2 separate regions of the Mus musculus genome follow, and region 1 is linked to region 2. The links are chromatin contacts, called in public Micro-C maps. All regions are on one chromosome and are shown on one strand. Each heading gives the region's core, a stretch centred on a gene start, on an enhancer-like site or on the middle of the called end of the contact. The rest is flanking DNA. Distances are from core to core; before and after follow the strand shown. Region 1 overlaps Msi1 (musashi RNA-binding protein 1). Region 2 holds the start of Coq5 (coenzyme Q5 methyltransferase).

Region 1 (5,976 bases), core at 888-3,387, 170 kb before region 2:
TCCACCATCAGCCTCTTGAGTGCTGGGATTACACATGTAAGCCTAATTTATATCCTATTGTATAAGCTGTCTAATTTCCTACAGTAGCCGTATATTCTGTCTAGCTAAACTCTTCTTCCTCTTCCTCCTTTTCCTCCTCCCCTCCCCCTTTCTTTTTTGAGACAGGGTCTCTCTGTGCATCGCTGGATGGCTTGGAACTTGCTCTGTAGATCAATCAGGACCTGGGTCCCCAGCACCTGCATGGCGGCTCGCGACTGCCTCTGACTCCAGCTGCAGAGGCTCTGATACCCTCCTCTGGCCTCAGCAGGACACACACACACACACACAGAGTGGGCATACACATTCGCAGGTAAAGCTCAGTATAGATCATGCCAGGCATGCAAAGCCCTGCCTGGGTTCAATGGCAGCACAAATTAAAAATCTCCACACATAACACTGACCCTTGGGAACTTGGAGCCAGTTTACACAGAGAGCAATGTTGGGTGTCATTAATTGTAAAAAATAAAACAAAACAAAAATAAAAGAACAAATCTTTGTCAGTCCAATGTTATATGATTAATTAGTATTTCATTTACATATTATTTAATATTTTGTTTCTTTTCTCTCGATCTTGTTTTTTGAGACAGGGTTTCTCTGTGTAGCCCTGGTTGTCCTAGAATTCACTCTGTAGACCAGGCTGGCCTCGAATTCAAGGGGATCTTCCTGCCTCTGCCGCCCATGTGCTGGGATTAAGGGCGTGTAACACCACCAACACCGCCGCCACCGCCACCACCACCACTACCACCATCACCGCCTTGCCTCGCTAATATTCAGCTTTTTAACACAGGGTCTTGTTATGCACATCAGGCTGACTGGCAGCTCACTTTGTAGCCCAATCTGGCTTTGACTTTGTAATCTACCTGCCTTTGCCTTCCGTGTTCAGGGCTAATGTATAAACGTTATTTGTGTAGATGTGTGTACTGTATGTATGTATACGGGAGGATATAAGTACACGTGTGTGTACCTGCACGTGGAGGTCAGAGATTGATGGCAACTGCCTTCTCCAGTCTGACTTTTTGATACAGGTACTCCCAGGGAACGTGGGCTAAATGGCTGGCTAGTGAGCATCAGGGACCCAGCCACCTGTCAGTGCTGTGGGTCCCAGGTCCGGGCCGCTGTGCTCATCTTTCTGGGGGTCTAGGGGTCTGAACTCAGGTCCTTGTTGGTTAAGCGGGTACTTTACCAATTCACACATCTCCCCCAGAGCCTCACTCTGTAGCCCTAGCTGGTCTAGAATTCAAAGTAATCCTCCTGCCTTGGCCTCAGATTATAGACAGGCAATGTGCCACCATGCCTGGCTTAACTTAAATTGGACTGTGGCAGGCTAAGCATCTTCTCTCGTGCCTGCTGGCCACTGCTGGCATCCAGGCCCCCCTCTTGTCGTGGTCTGGGAACTCTATGAAGTGGAGATGGGGCTGGCATTCGAGATAGCATAGCTGAGGGTTGGCGGCCCAGTGCCCCCCACATCCCCCCATCTCCTCACCTCCTGCTACCTCCTCCCTGTTTCAGTGGTACCCATTGGTGAAGGCTGTGGCAATCAAGGGACCCTGAAAAGAAAAGAGTTAGACTCCGAGGATCCTGGGTTGCATTCAGGCAAACCGTGGGGGGGGGGGCTCCTGCTATCCCTGTGGGACCCCTATGGTGAGACACAGGTTCTTCTGGCTGGCACGGGTTGCCCCGGTACAGATCGGCTAACGGGGCACAGATCTACTTGTGTGCAAGGCGGGGCCTGGGGACCTGTGTAGAGCCAGTTCCCTGGTTAAAACTGGGATGCTCCTGAGCTGGACTCTGACCACACAGAAAGGAGATGGCAATGCATTTGTACAGCATTCTGGGGCCGCTGGACAGAGTCCAGGATACAGCTTATCACAGGACACCCTCTAGTCCTTGTGGATACTTTCTTCCTGTCACCCTCCCTCAAGCCCCGCTCGCCCCTCCCCAAGTTAGACAAGGCCGCTCCCTCCCGCAGCTTCAGACATCTCCCAGCGTGAAGGGGGTGAGGTGGAGGCCCTCCGGCCTGGCCACTCACCCCAAGACTGTGGCCGAAACCAGTGCTGGGGGCGGGGCTGGCGGCGCTGATGTAACTGCTGACCCCGGAGTCCTGGTTGGCTGCCCCGTAGAGCTCAGCCATGGGGCCGGGGCTTGTGGTCCCTAGGAAGCCCCCTGTGCGGCTGGGAGTGGAACCTGGAGGGGGAGCCATCGTCCAGGGGTGAGAGCCTGGCAACCCAGAAAGAACAGAGTGATAGCCCGGGTGCCCAAGGCCACCCCACACACCCGCTCCAATTCCCTCCCACCCAGCCCTGGACCAGAGACTACCCCCACCCCCACCCCCTGGAGATCGCTCTGGCTCCCGTCATGTCCCGTGTGACCTCTGTAAGGCTGGCCTATGTCACTGTTGCTTGATACTCTGTTGGCCCACTGCCCAAACTGGCTGTCCCCCTGGGCTACAACAACCCTTGTTCCTTCCTTCATTCTCCTCCTGTAAGCCCTTCCTCAGCCTTTCTTAAAGCAGCAGCTGACAACTCTTCTAGTGCCCAATGTCCCCAGAGCGGCAGGGTCATGACCGTCTGCACTCGGACACCCAGCAGCTTGTATGCTCTGGGGGACACAGCATCACTCTTGGCTGGCTCATACACTCAATTCAGTGAATACTTGTGTGGTAAACAAACCCCTCTGGACTCCTCCGTCCCCTCCCTGTGCCCCCTTCCCAGAAGGCCTACCTGTCCCTCGAACTACAGCTGCCGCCGCCGCTGCCGCCGCCATGGGCCCATAAGCCGTGAGAGGGATAGCTGGAAGACAAAGGGCGTGCACTGAGCTGGAGGAGGAGAAAGGACCCTACCGTCTGGTAGCGCTTCTCCCACCTAGGCCTCGAGTGGAGGCGGGGGGGGGGGGTGTCAAAGCACAGACAGGTTGGACAGCCATTCTGCACCCCGACCTAATGCATCCCAGGGAGCAGCTGCGCCTCAGTCTCCATACCAGATCCTAGGACACACTTGAGTAATATTCCTGACCCGCTGTGGGTAAGACATCAGTACTTTCTCCACAGGACAGGACAATGGCTGTCTGGCTACAAGGGGCCTGGGGCTGGGGGGTTAGGTTTTCTTTTCATTTTAAAATTTATTTATTTATTTTTAACATATTCACTTTACATCCCGCTCACTGTCCCCTCCCACAACCTCATCTTCTCTCTACTCCTCTGAGTGGGTGAGACCCCCCCCCCCCGTCCAGAGTATCCCCCCACCCTGTCACTTGAACTCTTTGTGAGGCTAGGTACTTCCTTTCCCACTAAGGCCAGACAGGCAGCCCAGCTAGAAGAACGTAACCCACGGACACACAACAGCTTTTGGGATATCCGCACCCCTGTTCCAGTTGTTTGGGACCCACATGAAGACCAAGCCACAAGTCTGCTACATATGATGGGGAGGCCTGGGTCCAGCCCGGGGTTTGCTCTTTGGTTGATGGTTGAGAACTCTGAGAGCCCCAAGAGACCAGGTTAGTTGACTCTGCTGGTCTCTGCTCCTTTTCAGAACTGGTTATTGGCTGGCCCTGGGCACAGAAGTCAGGCTCACTGCCTCTAAGCAGGACCCGCCTGAGGACAGAGAGCTACAGAGCCACTGAGGTCCCAGCTCTGCTAAGTCCTGCTGCTGTGTGTGCTGTGTGTCCTCACGGTCCTTAGGGCCTCCCTGACCACCAGGCTAAAAATGACCAGTGTCCCTTCCAAGTCCCTCAGCCCCTCTTCTGTCTTCCTCTTTCTTTTTGTTTTTTTGTTTTGTTTTGTTTTTTTCGAGACAGGGTTTCTCTGTGTTAGTCCTGGCTGTCCTGGAACTCACTCTGTAGATTAGACTGGCCTCGAACTCAGAAATCCACCTGCCTCTGCCCTCCAAGTGCTGGGATAAAAGGCGTGCACCACCACGACCAGCTTGTCTTCCTGTTTCTATTCTGCAGTTCTGTATACAGTAGGTCCTTAATAAATATCTGCACTATCCTCTACTTTTTGTTTTTTGTTTTTTGTTTTTGGTCTTTTTGAGACAAGGCCTTGTTATGTGTAGCCCAGGCTGGTCTCAAACTCACTTCCAATTCTCCTGTTTCCAACTCACAAGGGCTGGGATATAGCCATGTTCCATTGTAACTGACTGGTACTATATATACAGTGCTGCATATCTGTCAGGCCTCTGTGCATATGAGATAAGCAGACTACCAGATAAACGCAACACTCCACAACTGTCCATTCCCTGAAAATCTTTAGCCAAGCTGTCCTGCAGGAGACCCAAACCCGTGACACTGTGGCGTCTGAGGCTTGGATTCTCCTTTTTGTAACCGGCCATCCAACTGGCTTCTTCTCACTGAGACTCTGCCCCCTGGCTTCTCCTTCTCTGTTTAGTCCTTCCACCAGCTTGACGCCCTAGCCACTCAGCTCAGCTTTTGTTTTATCTTCCCAGGGATCTTCCATTTACTTAACTAATCCATGCGCCTCTGTTAGGAACCAGCTCCTGTGGGGTGGGGGACCTTATCTGTGTCTGTGCCCCCTTAACCTTCCACCCCAGTGCCTGGCCAAGCATCGGCACAATAAATATGTACCGAACACATAAAAGAAATACTCTGATCTCCGTTCCAAGCCAGGAAAAAAAGTTCAGGCGACACATTCCAAAAGGGCTGGAGAGGCTGGAGTCCATGGGCCCCTCTGCCAAGACACCTTCGGCATTAACTCAGGCCTACAGGGTGGACACTGGGCACTAAGGTCTCAGGGGTTCTAGCCCTTCACATGGCAAACTCTAGCCAACCTCACTGAGTTCTTATCGGGAAGAATTATTCTTGGTATAATAAATATTTGCTAGCCTCGCTAACCTGTACACTTGGTTATGAGTAGGTAAGGTCCGGGTATACCCCTGCTTTCATGGCCGCTAGCCTGGTGGTACATGCTGCACACAGTAGGTACTCACACAAGGGTCTTACATGAGGAGAGAGGAACCCCTGCCCCCTGCCCCAAGTGCCAGACCCTCTGATCCTTGCGGTCCTTATGTCCACCACCGCCAGGACCCTGCTCCCTCCCCTCCCCTCCCCTCCCCTCCCCTCCCCTCCCTTCACCCCAGTCTCTCTTCGCCTGCTGCACCCTTGGAAGGAAGATCTGAAGCAGTTTCCCCACACATAGCCAGGGTGGGGGTGGGGGGCAGAGTCCGCAGGTAGGGTGGAAGAAAGCGGGTTGGACAGAGAAGCCCCTCATGGCCCACCTCATGTGCACAACCCCTTGGCCTGACCCAGCTCCAGAGTAGAGTTGCGTCTCCCTCGGGGCCAAACGTTTTTGTCCTTATTTTCCTAGGAGGAGCCCACGGGCATCCCTGGGGCCATCGGAGGTATGTCGCTTGGGCCCCAAGTATCTGGGTAACTTGGGGTGTGTTAACAAGACAGAACGAAGACTGCAAAGTTCTTACAAGGCGAAAGTTGGGGGGGTTCTAGTTTCTTGGGGGAAATTAGATGAGAATGCTGCACTGGGTACAGGCACCCCCCAGTTCTGCGTATAAAGTCCCTCTTAGCCTGCTGTGCTCCAAGTTCGTGACCCTGGCCTGTTCACCACTGGGCACCAGAGCCTCCACGGTGCCTGGCACACAGGAGACACTAGATAAATATTAGATGAGTGACTTTACCTCCGTCTGCCTGGCTTGGCCTCCCGCCCCACCCTCGAGGGCCATGTAGCTGAAGAAACTGGCCAGTGCCCAGGTACAGTCGTTCTGCCAGCTTCACCCCGGGGAAGGGGACAGTCCCTCTCCCCTCCTTTCTCCCCGCGTGGCCTATGAGATGCACGGAATCTGAGCCACTGACCTGTGAGCTCGGGGAGGACTGGGGCGCTCGGGAGAGGGCTCCGCTCTACACGGAATTCTAAAATGAAACGTAAGACAGCTTAGGAAATCGCAGGGGAGCCCCTTTGGCATGGCCCCTGGC
Region 2 (5,393 bases), core at 1,325-3,824:
AAGGAGAAAACTGACACCTGCGAGTAGTCTTCTGCTCTCACAGAGCCCTCAGACACACACACACACACTCACACACACTCACACAGCATACACACACTCACACACACACACACACTCACACAACATACACACACCCACACACACACAACATACACACACACTCACACCCACACACCCACACACACACTCACACAACATACACACACTCACACACACACACTCACACAACATATACACACTCACATACACACACACAACATACACACACACTCACACACACACACAACATACACACACTCACACACACACACACACAACATACACACACACTCACACACACACACACACACACAACATACAAATAGAATAGAATTTTTTTCCAATTTCCATTCAAGAGGTTCTTGAAGGTATTTCCTGATGTTGAAAGCAACGAGGCTAGAAGCTGACCAGGCTACCTCTCCACACTCGAAATGAAAGCTTAGAAAGGGGTGAATCTGCCAAGCCACAGGAAGCATGCTTGATCACTACCCTAAGCTCCATAATGAGGGAAAAAGTGTTCACATCACTCCTGTTACATTTTAAAACAAAAATAAAACAATATGATTCCCCTCAAAACTGTAATTTTTCTTAGGATTTAAAATTTTAAACCAAAATTAAGAACTGTAAAAATGTTAGTGAAATCCCATCTGTTGGACTTTTAAAAATATATTAATTTTTATTTTATGCGTGTTGAGTATTTGCCTGCATGTATGTCTGGGTGCCACATGTGTGCCCATGGAGGCCAGAAGAGGCCTTCGGATTCCTTGGAACAGGTTACAGTCTGTGGTTCTCAACCTCTAAATGCTGACCCTTTAGTTCAGTTCTTCATGTTGTGGGGACCCACAATCACAAAATTATTTTCATTGCTAATTCATAAGTACATAACAGTAGTTTTGCTGCTGTTGTGAGTCATAATGTAAATAACTGGATTTTCTGATGGTCTTAGGCGATCCCTGTGCAAGAGTGACTCTACCCTAAAGGAGTCAAACGTCTTGCTGTTATAGACAATTGTGAACAATCATGTGAATGCTAGGACTGAAGTGCTTGTAGCTGCTAAGCAGTTGTTTTCGTTGTTTAGTTTGTTTGTTGTTTTTTGGTTTTGTTTTTTAGGAAAGGTTTTGAACTTGTGATCCTACCCCAGGCCTCCTGAATGCATGGCACTGTATGTGTCAGACAGTTCTGATGTTTTATTTTTCTTGGAGACAGGGTTTCATAGTGTAACTCTGATTGTCCTGGAACTCTCTATGTAGGCAAGGATGGCCCTGAACTATGTGTGAGCGTGTGTTTTTAAAAGGAGGGGATAGCGTCTTTTTTTTTTTTTTTTTGGTTTGGTTTTGGTTTTTTGAGACAGGGTTTCTCGTGTAGCTCTGGCTGTCCTGGAACTCACTTTGTAGACCAGGCTGGCTTCAAACTCAGAAATCCGCCTGCCTCTGCCTCCCAAGTGCTCGGCTTTTTTTTTTTTTTTTTTTTTCTTTTTTTAGTGTCTTTCTTTAGTAAGAAAATAAGGATGTAAATTCTGTGTTAGACAAGTAGTTACTCTTCTAACTTACAAGTTTATACTTATCTTTGTGGAGGCAGTATCTCTCTGTCTGAGGCTGGCTTCAAATTCACAGTACAGTAAGAGAATTACCTTGTACTTGTAACCTTCCCCCACACACCTGCCAAGTGCTGGGAACACAGTTTACACCACCACACAAATTATGAGGTGCTGGGGATGAAACTGAGCCGCAGGAAGTGACAGGCCAGCAGCACTCGACCAATTGTGCCACAGTCCCAGCTCCTGGCTACCATTTTAAATAGTGCAAGCTTAACCTTAACCCTATATTCCCTCAGAAAAGTAGTAACAACAGTCACTAGTGGGAAACTGAAGTGAGAAATGGGTGGGGGGAAAATCTGTACACGGCACCTGGCATACGTATAGGACAATCTCGCAGTTGACGAGCGTAAAGGGTCATGCTGTGCTTCAAAGAGGGAAAAGCCGGGTTTGGTGGCGCACAGCCTTTAATGGCAGCGCTCCAGAGGCAGAGGCACAGGCAGGTGCATCTCTGTGAGTTCGAGGCCATCCTGGACAGCTCCAGGGCAGTCAAGGTGACACAGAGAGACCCTGACAAAAGGGGGCGCGTCGCCGGGGGCAGCGTCTCAAATGGCTGCAGTGGCAGTGACAGCAAATGAGTCCCCGAAAGGGAAGCTGGGTCTGGGAAGTCAGGACAGTAAGGAACACAGCTCCGGGGCCGACAGGGCATCCAATCAACCCTCAGTGAGAAAAGGAACCCGAACAGGAGCCCGACAGGTCCCTCCATCCACCCTCGCGCCCTCTGTCACCTTTGCTTCCTTTCTCCCCTTCCGACACGGTCTCAAACCCGAAGTGCGTTTCCGCGGCTCGCTTCTCCTGGGACAAGGACCGCGTTCCCAGCGTGGCCCATGGCCAGGATCTATGACACCCGGGGAGCCTGCAGTGTCCCGTGGCTCGCCACCACCCGCGGCCGCAGACGCGCCATAGAACGCAGCACCTGGGCGCCGCCATCGTGACACCCCGGCGACCGCGGGGCGGGGAGAACGTCGGGTTGCGTCACCAGCCGGGTGACGGCGGCCGACAGGAGACACATTAGTGGAACGCACCCCCAAACGCCTGTTTTTTTAAGGAGTCCTCCTGGTTTAGGATTTGGAAACCTGAAAGCCTTTCCTGTGTTCCCTGACTGAATCTAGAGTTTAGCAGGAATAAGCAGAATTCAGACAGAGGCCCTAATTATATTTCAGCGGCCATATTTCCATCCTGTTAGCTAGGACTAAAGACTACTATGGAAAAGACAACTGAATAGACCAGGCTGGCCCGGAACTCGCAGAAATCCACCCAAGTGCTGGAGTGTGCTCCCTCATGCCCTGCAACTTTTGTTTTCTGGTGCAGGAACTGGGTGAAATTGAGGCATGTTGTAAGTTAAAGATCAAAATTACATGATTTGAAAAAAAAATATATATATATGTATACACATATATGTGTATATATGTATATGTATATACACACATACATATATGTGTATATATGTATATGTATATACACACATACATATATGTGTATGTATGTATATGTGTGTGTATACATATGTGTGTGTATACATATATGTACACATACAAACATACATCTAAAGTAAAGTATATACACTTGTGTGTCTGTGGATGTATGTGAACGTGAGTGCAGCTGCCTGTGGAACCCAGAGATGTCAGATATCTTAAAACTGTAGTTTTAGGTGAATGAGCATAAGGATTTGGGTGCTGGTGACAAGCATTATAACTGATGAGTCAACCCCCCTGTGTGTGCCTCATGTGAATATATATATTTTTTAAAGCTGGAACTAGTTTACCTAGTCCAGAGTGTACTTGAACTCATAACATGCCTGGTTAAGTCAGACAGCACAAGCCTGAACTCCTCCCACATCGTTTTAGTGGCATCTGGAATGGTGTGCAGGTTCTAGTGCACACTTGAACAGTGCTGTGACACTAAACTCTACCCGAGTGCCTTTTAAATGTATTTAATTTTGGTTTGTTTGTTTTATGAGACAGGGTTTCTCTGTGTAGCCTTGGCTGTCCTGGAACTTGCTCTGTAGGCCAGGCTGACCTGGAACTCAGAAATCTGCCTGCCTCTGCCTCCCAACTGCTGGGATCAAAGGTGTGTGCCACCACCAACTGGTAGTATATTTAATTTTAAAATAAATAAATAATAATTAAATAAATTGTGTCTTTTTGATGTGTGTGTGTGCATGCACGCGTGTTCTCACACGTAGGCGTGCACATGCCAAGATCCATGTGTGGAGGTCAGGAGATGACTTTCAGGGGTCAGTTCTCCATGGCCCTGGGAATTGAACTCACATCCTCAGGCTTACAACTAAAGCACTGTGATCTACTGAGCCACCTTGCCAGCTCTTATCTTTTATGTTGAGATAGCATTTCACTAAGTTGGCAAGGCCTTGAACTCACTTTGTCACCTAGATACAGGCTTTGAACTTTTGATCTTCCTGGTAGGTGGGATTAAAGGCCTGTATCACTACACAGGGCCTTTAAAAATTTTTTTAAACTGAAGCCAGGCAGTGGTGGCGCATGCCTTTAATCCCAGCACTTGGGAGGCAGAGGTAGGCAGATTTCTGAGTTTGAGGCCAGCCTGTTCTATGGAGTGAGTTCCAGGACAGCTCGGGCTACACAGAAAAACCCTGTCTCAAAAAAACAAAACAAAAAAAATTGATTTTTTTTTATGGTCAAGATAACATATTACAGAACATCTTGTCCAAAGGCAAGTATAGAGATTGCTGAATTCTGCTTGAATGTTTCTGTTTTAAATCCCTTTTAAATGTATATTTTCTGTAAATATTTCACAAGGAGAAGATGCCAAGGATCCTAAGAAAGAAATTTTAAATGAAGAGTGTCTTCTCCATTCAGTATATCCTGACAGATGGACACCTCCTGCACTGGGATCCTCTGCCCCTCGCTTCCATTTTTATCAATGACAGAAGGAAGAAATTATTCATCCACACACTTAGCATTCTCGTGTCTTCATTCTGTGAAATAAAGTTTCACCACAGTATTTTAGAACTTGCTGTACTTCTGTTGTGTGTCAGAGTAGACCTTGGGATTTAGCTGTTCCTTCTGGACATCACACTACATTTTCCAACTGAAGCATGCTCTTCTCTCTCTCTCTCTCTCTCTCTCTCTCTCTCTCTCTCTCTCTCTCTCTCTCTGTGTGTGTGTGTGTGTGTGTGTGTGTCTTAGTCAGGGTTTTTATTCCTGCACAAACATCATGACCAAGAAAGCAAAGGGTTTATTCAGCTTACACTTCCACATAGATGTTCACCACCAAAAAGTCAGGACAGGAACTCACACAGGGCAGGAATCTGGAGGCAGGAGCTGATGCAGAGGCCATGGAGGGGTGCTGCTTACTGGCTTGCTCCCCATGACTTCCTCAGCCTGCTTTCTTGTAGAACCCAGGACCACCAGCCCAGAGATGGCCCCATCCACAATGGACCCTCCACTAATCTTGATCCCTAATTGAGAAATGCCTTACAGCTGGATCTCATGGAGGCATTTCCTCAAGGGAGGCTCCTTTCTCTGTGATAATTCCAGCTTGTGTCAAGTTGACACACAAAAAAGTGTGTGTGTGTGTGTGTGTGTGTGTGTGTGTGTGTGTAACTGTGAAGAATAACGAGTCCTAGACTTGATGGTGAAGCTCTGTAGCCCCAGCTACTTGAGCTGGGATGCTGAGGCGGGATAATTCCAAATTCTAGGTTAGCTCTGACACCACAGTGAGCCCCGTCTCAAAATAAAAAGTAGGAAACAGACTGAGGTATAATCTTTGCCTAGCATGTCCA

Evidence for each region. A called contact is a pair of places that touch in the nucleus more often than the background predicts.
Region 1: a contact with region 2 is called in a Micro-C map of stem cell-derived motor neurons, with 2.2 times the contacts expected there. The contact joins the enhancer-like site here to the promoter of Coq5 in region 2. A contact is called at or near these places in 17 of 39 promoter capture datasets (3T3-L1-derived adipocytes, the C10 cell line, the HPC-7 cell line and 11 more), 5 of 15 datasets of contacts at CTCF or cohesin (the G1E-ER4 cell line, embryonic stem cells, pro-B cells and 1 more), 54 of 484 Hi-C or Micro-C datasets (the C10 cell line, ECoMG myeloid progenitors, the G1E-ER4 cell line and 30 more), 25 of 115 datasets of contacts at active chromatin or transcription factors (the SCID.adh cell line, astrocytes, cardiomyocytes and 14 more) and 4 of 9 other capture datasets (adipose tissue, embryonic stem cells, liver and 1 more).

Annotation. Positions count from the first base shown.
Region 1 is chr5:115,447,067-115,453,042 of GRCm38.p6, reverse strand. Msi1 (musashi RNA-binding protein 1) reads right to left here. Exons shown (of 15, transcript NM_008629.2): 11 at 5,857-5,913; 12 at 2,760-2,828; 13 at 2,069-2,256; 14 at 1,523-1,586. The coding sequence ends at 1,545. Among named protein-coding and RNA genes, the nearest start is that of Pla2g1b, 16 kb to the left of the region's middle. Within about 2 kb of position 2,137, at least 8 of the 459 cell types and tissues checked have an H3K27ac peak or open chromatin away from gene starts, as enhancers often do. A contact at or near this core is called in rod photoreceptor and stem cell-derived motor neurons, where this site is marked.
Region 2 is chr5:115,276,883-115,282,275 of GRCm38.p6, reverse strand. It overlaps Coq5 (coenzyme Q5 methyltransferase), which reads right to left and starts at 2,574. Exons shown (of 7, transcript NM_026504.2): 1 at 2,362-2,574. The coding sequence starts at 2,563.